Linked DNA regions of Mus musculus: region 2 is linked to region 1. The links are chromatin contacts, called in public Hi-C maps. All regions are on one chromosome and are shown on one strand. The core of a region is the stretch at or near the end of the contact, and the rest is flanking DNA. Distances in the headings are between cores, read along the strand shown.

Region 1 (3,750 bases), core at 757-3,256:
AAGTACTTCAAGCATACCTACAACACCCTACTGTACACCTGCTCGTTCACCCTAAATGGGTCCACACATGACTTCTCTCCCTGGCACTCTGGGAGACCTAGACATCCAAAGCTGTACCTTCTCTCTCTAAGGTAGCAAACTTAAGCAAAGAGTACTTAAGCACTCAGTAGAGAGTGGATAAACGTATGCCCACATACTTGTCCACCATGAGGGTAAAACATAGATTTGGCAGGAACAAAAAGTCCCTTTGTGCCTTGTCCATCATTGGGAGCTTATCAGTAATAAGGCAAAAACTGAGGTCTGATGGAGGCATATCTTTTCTGCAGTCATGCAGTCACTCAACAAACATGTATTCAAGTCTTTGTGCCAGGCTGTCTGCTGCTCTGATACCTAACTTCGACATGAGCTCTTGAGTTTGTTTTATTGGCAGTTGACAGAGTAACCTTCATCTCAATATGCCAAGACAATCCCATTTAACATCTACTGTTATGGCTTGCATTTCTTCAACAGTGAGCCAGAGTCAGAAATACCACTCTATAGTTAGGAGCTACTCTGGGTCTTGATTGTTTTTTTTTTTTTTTCTTTATTACGGAAGAAAAAAAAATATCCATGCTAGTCGATTTTTCTATGTGTCTAGACCTGGTTAGCCTTGAATTTGTGATTCTCCTGACTCAGCCATCTGAGTGCTGAGATTACAGACCAGGCTCAGGATTGTTCTTTCATTTTCAATACAAATAGATTAAATGGTTATGGACAGGGAAGCAGCTGGAGACAAGCCTGGGATAAGCTATTGAGACTGTACAACAGCCTCCATCATGCCAAGACTGTGGCTATTTAATGTATACACAAGAGGGAACGTTAGAAACTCTTGAGGAAGTAGTAGATGGTCAAAGTACCGTAGTAGTGTGTTACCTGGATTACGAATGTAAAATTTAAAAGCGCAGGCAACAGGCCATGCCAAAAGACTGCCTAAAGCTATAAATAAAAGTTGTCACAGAAGAAAATAGTAACAAATATTCTATCTCATTGTTTGCCTTGTGTGTCCTTAGAAGGTCCAGCAACACATCCATGCCCCCTGGGCAAGCGCTAATTCCCTGGTGTGTGGTCTTGGGCCCACACCGCAAGGCTGGTCCTCAGAAAGCTCTGGTTCGCCGCCTTAACTGTCTGTAGCATAAAGATTGATCCTTGGGGTTTTGATCGGTTCTTAATGTCAACATTTAAAGCACAGTATTTACTCGTTACCAGGATCTTCTGGCAGTAAAGACCGAATCCTAACTCACTCGCCTCCTCCACATCACCCATCTATTGCATCATTGGAAATCAAGGCTTTCTCAGGCCGCGACTTGTAAAATTCAAGTCAGGTAAAATGGCAGCAGAGGCGGCGGCAGGAGCCTGACCCTCAACTTGAGAGCAGAGCGCGCGCTCCCAGCAGCAGCTGAAGGAAGCGCTGAAATCAACAGGTCGGGCGCCCCCGCCCGGGAGCGTTCAGACCCCGGCGCCGCGCGAGGACCCGGTAGGTCACTTCGGTAGCCTAGAGAGGCGAGGCCGCCGGCGATTCTGGACAAGGGACCTTTCCCGGCCGCGGGGCTCAGGCTCCGGCCCTCGGTCCCGGGGTGACTAGACAGCCGTACCCCACCCGCCCGGCGGACACCTCGCGGAACTTCCACAGAAAGCGACACAGAAGTCGAGTCCAGAACGGTTCCGCAAAAGCCCATAGGGTCCAAGGAGGCTCAGGCTGGCCCGGGCTGCTCTGCCTGGCCCCGTGGGACGCTCCTCGGCGTGAAGGACAGCCCTGCCCACCCTCCGTGCCAGCGGAGGCTCCGCATCCCTCCCACGCCCGCCGGTGCCCGCCGGTGCCCGGACCAGCCCGCTCTGCCTGTCCTCGCACCTCGTCCGCGTCCAATTCCACTCGGCTGCCCACGAGCGCCATGTTCCCCTCCGCGGCGGCCGCACACCCACAGGGAACTCAGAACCGACTCTTTTCTGGCTCTGGGTTCAGCCCAGCACGGGTGGAGGAGGAACCAGGCGGCCCCGAGCGACCGGACCGAGCTGTCCCCGCCCCCGGCGCCGCGGTATCCACTGCGCACCCAGTACCCCAGCGGATGCCAGGCTAATGCCCCGCCCCCTCGCCGGATAGCCCCGCCCCGGCACGCGGCCTCCTTAGAGAGCAGCCAACCAGGTTCCGTGGGGAGGAGTCACCCACAGAGTCAGCGGGTGCTCGGGAAAAGGACCTCTGGGGTACTGGCCTCCCTAGAGGATTGGCAGGAGCCTGGCGCCGTGACTGGAGCGCGCAGAGCTGACAACCCAAGGTCGTGGCTGCGCTCCCTCTGTGGCTAGTGGTCCACCTGGTCCTTGGTCTGGAACCAGAGCGTTTACTTCGCCCAGAGGACAGAGCATCTGACAGATGCAGCTAGAGGACAGCTATGGGTCACTGGTCACCTAGAGGCATCTGACACATCACATGCCCAAGTCGCTGTGTCAAGAACATCCTCTCCAAGAGATAGGAGCTCTGTTTTGCCTCTGTGTTTGCGAAGTAACGGCTTCGGTGTAACTCAGAGCCCTGTACATCTCCCAGCACGGTCCAGGTTTTTATTGCTACACCATCTCTCACTCAGCCTTCTGTAAATCCAAATAGACATAATTTGTGCTTCAATTATCCATGAGGATAAGGATGCTGTCTTTTTCTATGCTATATCCCTAGAACCTAGAACAATGTTTTTTGACTGTATTTAGAAATTGATTCCTGTTTCTGACTTGCAAAATAACTGAGCTATCCAACTGGGAAAAAAAAAGTTAAAACTATAAATATTTAGGGTTGAGAGTCAGTTTTATTTTAAACTCCCCTAACGGTGTAATTTGGTAACAAATGTTACAAGACACCCCACTCATATAGAGCATCCCAAAAATGTCCTATCCCTGTTCTGTGGTGTCCCCAGACACCAAACTTCTATCGTTGCTATCACCCCATCTCTCCCCACTTTGTTGTATGCAGTCATTTACATACTCAGTATCTATCTGATTTATGAAATACGGCTTATCGGTCTGTAAACATAAAAACAGGAAACTAATTGTAATTGAGAACTAATCGTGTACTAGGACTATGCTGGGGCCCTTGTATGTTTTGTCTCACTTATTCTCATAGGAAGAGGGACACTGTTTAGTAAGAGTTTAAGTCACTTTCCTAGGGTCAGGCTGCTAAGTAAAACAGTGATGCCAGAATCAGAAACGCAGTCTGGCGGCAGCACCTGGCTAATAGCCGGTCTCTCTGTGACTACAGCCAACCTTCTTTTCTCCCTGTGGATTTCAGGAGACTAGCTGAGAGGAGGCCTATTAACACACATTTCCCAGGAGTCACCATGGCATCCTTGATACCAGCTTCATGATGTTATTGTCTCCAAGTGTCTTTGACACAGCAGCAGTTAAGACCAATGAAGGTAAAAACTCCTCCTGGTCAAGAGAATACTAGATATTAATCTGGTTGGAGAATTGACATTTTTGTAAGGCATGTCAATCATCTGGCTAAGACACTGCCCCTTAGAAGGCGGGTTCTTCTGTAGCCACGTTAAAAAGGTAAGTGGAATGCTTCTTTCTTTAATGAGATAATGCACTGTACATACACACAGTCTCTTACAGAGCAGCCGGCATGCAGTTTCCTGAGTCTGCCCGCTTTTCCGAGTTACTCAGAAAAGCTAAACTTTTCCTTTTCTTCTCTTTTCTAAGCCTATGGTCTCTAAGCATAGCTCCTCCCCA
Region 2 (3,750 bases), core at 758-3,257, 56 kb after region 1:
CCTGTGACTACCTTGTTATGCCTGTGCCCACCTTACAACCATGACTTTGTCTCAAGAGGTCCTTAAGACTCAGTTATTTGCTCTGCTCCAGTAACCCTGACTATTTTACCCACCAATTCCTCCATTTTGAAAACCCCTATACCATATAAGTCTTGTCTTCTACACATCCATGGCTGACCACTGGGACCCTGCCTTAGGGGGAGGCAGCCTGTGTACGTGAATAAAAAGCTTGCTTTACTTAATACGGACATGACGGCTTGGGTCAGTGGCTCTCTCCTGCCGTCTCTGGAATTAACACATGCTCTACCTCATTTCCGTGGTCCATGCTCACAGTGGCATTTTAAGGTTCCCTGACCCTTCTACATTTTCATTTTTATTGTAGCCATACTAGAAACTGCCTCAAATAATCTCTAACAAAGGAGAATAAACATACAAAACAATCCTGTCAGGCCAGGCATGATGGTACACACCTTTAATTCTGTCACTGGGGAGGCAGAGGCAGATGGATCTTTGTGAGTTTGAAGCCAGCGTGGTGTACATGATGAGTTTCAGGTGGGCTAGGGCTATACAGTAAGACCCTGTTTCAAATAAATAAATAAATAAATAAATAAGAAAACAAACGGTGATCGTGTGGTGGTTTGGATGAGAAGTGTTCCCGTAGGCTGGTGTATTTGAACACTTGGTTCTCAGTGGGTGGCGCTGATTAGAGGGGCTATGGGATCTTTAGGAGACAGAGTCTTAAAGGAGTAGGTAAATTACTGAAGCCAGGCTTTGGGGGTTTGTAGCCTCATCCACTTGACATTCTCTCTGCACTGGCTGGTGCATCTCTCTGCTACTCCATGTAGTGTCTTCTCTTAAGTTATATACACAGCATTTGCTTCTGCGGGCTTCTGCCACCCACAGAATTTAATTACAAATTCTAGGGTCCATTCCTCAGCTGTCACTTCTCTTTACCTGCTTCCTAACCATTTGTCCCTCGTTTCTCTGCATGTTGTGCTGCCCTGCTCTGCTCTCCATATGGGTACCTACATGTTTCTCTGGCCTCTCTTGCTACTTCATAGCTGTGATTTTGTTGTTGTTATGACCTGTAATATAAAAATCTGAGAAGCAGGATATCTAATATGCCACCACTGTGAAAGGGTCATTTGACTCCCAAAGGGGTTGGGACCCACAGGTTGAGAACCACTGCTCTAAAGGAGCAGAACTGGTAGAATGCATCTAAATTTAGATATAGAAAGGGGATGTGTTAGAGTAGCCTACAGGCTGTGGTTTAGCTAATCCAAACAATGACTGTCTGCCAACAGAAATTCCAAGAATCTAGTATCAGAATGTTGTTCAGTCCACAGGGCTGAATATCTCAGCTGAGTATCTTCAGTTTATGCTAAAATCTTCAAGACATAATCTCTGATGCCACTGGAGGAATGGGCTTGTCAGCAATGGAGAGGAAAGTCAAGCCAAGTGAAAGCAATCTTCCTTTTTCCATTTCTTTATGTAGGCTTCCAGCAGAAGGTGTGGCCCAGATTAAAGGTCGATCTTCCCATCTTCAAAAGAAACAGATTAAAAGTGGATCGTTCCCACTTCAAATGATTTAATTGAGGAAAAAGAAATCCATCATAGTTACCCAAGACAATGTTTCCAGAAGGACATACCAATGTACCCCAGGAGGCACAGTGTTTTCCCATGGAATGCAATGACATGTGTTTGAATCAGAAGGCCCAGAAGGCCATAAAGCACAGAAACTGTCCATTATAAAATGGAGGCAGCATATTATGTGATCAGGCCAGAGCAGGTCGTAAGGATACAAACTACTTACATAAACCTGTCTAAATGTCCATGCTCCTCACTTATGTTACAAGGCTTTCTGTACACAGGCAAGCATCTATAACTTCGTGGAAGATGCTCTATGATTGGTAGAAGAAGAGCATGCTAGGGCCTGGTTCACTGCTGGTTCTCCACTCTAGGCAGGAATGATCCAGGCGTGGGCAGTTATGTTACAGCACTTTCCCAGAACGGCCCTCAAAGGCTCTGGTGAAGAGAAACCAGCACAGTGCGCAGGAGCCCAGGCACTTCACAGAGACATACACTTTGCCCGGTGAGAGGAAAAATGGCCAGATATATGGTTACATACTTATTCATGGCTGTAGCCACTGGTTTGGCTGGACGATCAGGGACATGGAAGGAGCATGATTATGAAACTAGTGAAAAAGTCACCTTTCTCTAAATGGGCAAAGGACATGAAAATACACGTATCCCAGGGGCAGCCATTCAACAAACAGACCCTGGAACTTCACAGGTGAGAGCAAGCCCCCAGATATGCCCCACCATTATGTTCTGTATCCAAACGACTAAGAAAAACTGATCCCTGAGCCAAATAGTAGCAAGATGCTGACAGGATATAAGTCACCACTTTGCCATCTTGGCCACATAAAAAAATCGTCTGGGAAGCTCTTTCAAAATCCTGGTGCCTGGCTCCAGTGTGATTCATTTGGTTTGAACTGGGGCCAAGGCATTAACAATGCATAAACTCTACAGAGACTAACTTGTACCCAAGCTACAAATATCTGATTTGCCTACCTACATGATTGGGAAACCCAATGATTTCACTGACATAGGAAACGGCTTTTGTTCTCAGGTCTCTAAGTGGTATAACTAGTATGATGGTAGCCAGGGGTAACAACCACAATTACCTAAGAAAAGTAAGACCGGAAAAACCATTAGGAGGCTAAAGGTCATGGTTTAAACACGAAATGTCTCCCATAGGGTTATGTGTTTGAACACTTGGTCTCCAGCTAGGGGTGCTGTTCAATAGGTTATAGAAATATTAGAAGATAGAGTCTTGCTGTGTGGTGGTGGCACAGGATCCCAGTACCAGGGAGGCAGAGGCAAGCAGATCTCTGTGAGTTCAAGGGCAGCATGGTCTACATAGTGAGTTCCCAGATAGCTAGGCTATATAGCAAAACCCTGTCTGGGGTGGGGGTGGGGGTGAGGAAGGACCTTGCTGGGGAAAGTATATCATAGGAAGATGGGCTGATATTTTTATAACCTGGTCCTGCTCCCTCTTCGCTCTCCTTCCTGACTACCTCATCTTCTTACAGACATGCCTTCCTATAATGAATGACTGTTCAGGTCCTGGACTGTAAGTCAAAATAAACCCTTTATTTCTTAAGTTGATTTCTTGGGGTGTTCTATCAGAGCAGCAGAAAAGAAACAAATACCCCTGTTATCCAACTACTTGAGAAACTGAGGCAGAAGGATATAGGGTTCAAAGGAAGTCTAGGCTAGATGGCCAGACCTGTATCAAGAAGACAGGAGGAGAATCAAAGCTGAAAATCAGTAAAGACACATATTCAGCAAAAGCAGATGATAAACAAAGGCAGTTTGATTGGCTGTGTCATAAGCAACAGGTTTTTAAAACACTGGCACTGTGGGAAAGAGTAGACCAGTCAGAGGGTGGGTTTTTAAAGTACTCCCAGCATCAAGGGCACAGGAACGCCAGCCTGAGAGCCCTGACAATCAAAATTAACCCACCAGAAGGAATTCAGCAAGCTGTCATACTCTGGTCCAGTGTAAAAATTATTCCAGGCCAATGAAATAGCTCAGAGGTAAAAATACGTGCTGCACAAACCTGAATTCAATTCCTGAAGCCCACAGTGGAAGGAAAAAAACAGCTTCAGAGAGTTCCTCTGACATCCACACATGTTCCATGGCATGAGTTTACCTATGCACACACACACACCACCACCACCACCA

Evidence for each region. Hi-C and Micro-C count contacts between places; a contact is called where the count stands out from the background.
Region 2: a contact with region 1 is called in a Hi-C map of the C2C12 cell line, with 2.0 times the contacts expected there. The contact joins the enhancer-like site here to the promoter of Ttc39b in region 1. A contact is called at or near these places in 2 of 39 promoter capture datasets (the C10 cell line and macrophages), 1 of 15 datasets of contacts at CTCF or cohesin (CD8 T cells), 10 of 484 Hi-C or Micro-C datasets (the C2C12 cell line, the HL-1 cell line, brown adipocytes and 7 more), 6 of 115 datasets of contacts at active chromatin or transcription factors (the 230-238 cell line, CD8 T cells, a colorectal cancer cell line and 3 more) and 3 of 9 other capture datasets (adipose tissue, liver and pancreatic islet).

What each region holds. Positions count from the first base shown.
Region 1 is chr4:83,322,183-83,325,932 of GRCm38.p6, forward strand. Ttc39b (tetratricopeptide repeat domain 39B) reads right to left here and starts at 2,007. Exons shown (of 20, transcript NM_027238.2): 1 at 1,889-2,007. The coding sequence starts at 1,930. It overlaps Gm42306 (a long non-coding RNA gene), which reads left to right and starts at 588. Exons shown (of 3, transcript XR_881382.3): 1 at 588-2,585; 2 at 3,308-3,570.
Region 2 is chr4:83,377,939-83,381,688 of GRCm38.p6, forward strand. Gm11413 (predicted gene 11413) reads right to left here. Exons shown (of 3, transcript NR_045450.1): 3 at 379-1,541. Among named protein-coding and RNA genes, the nearest start is that of Gm11184, 3.3 kb to the right of the region's middle. Within about 2 kb of position 2,008, at least 35 of the 459 cell types and tissues checked have an H3K27ac peak or open chromatin away from gene starts, as enhancers often do. A contact at or near this core is called in the C2C12 cell line, the HL-1 cell line, a colorectal cancer cell line and 2 more, where this site is marked.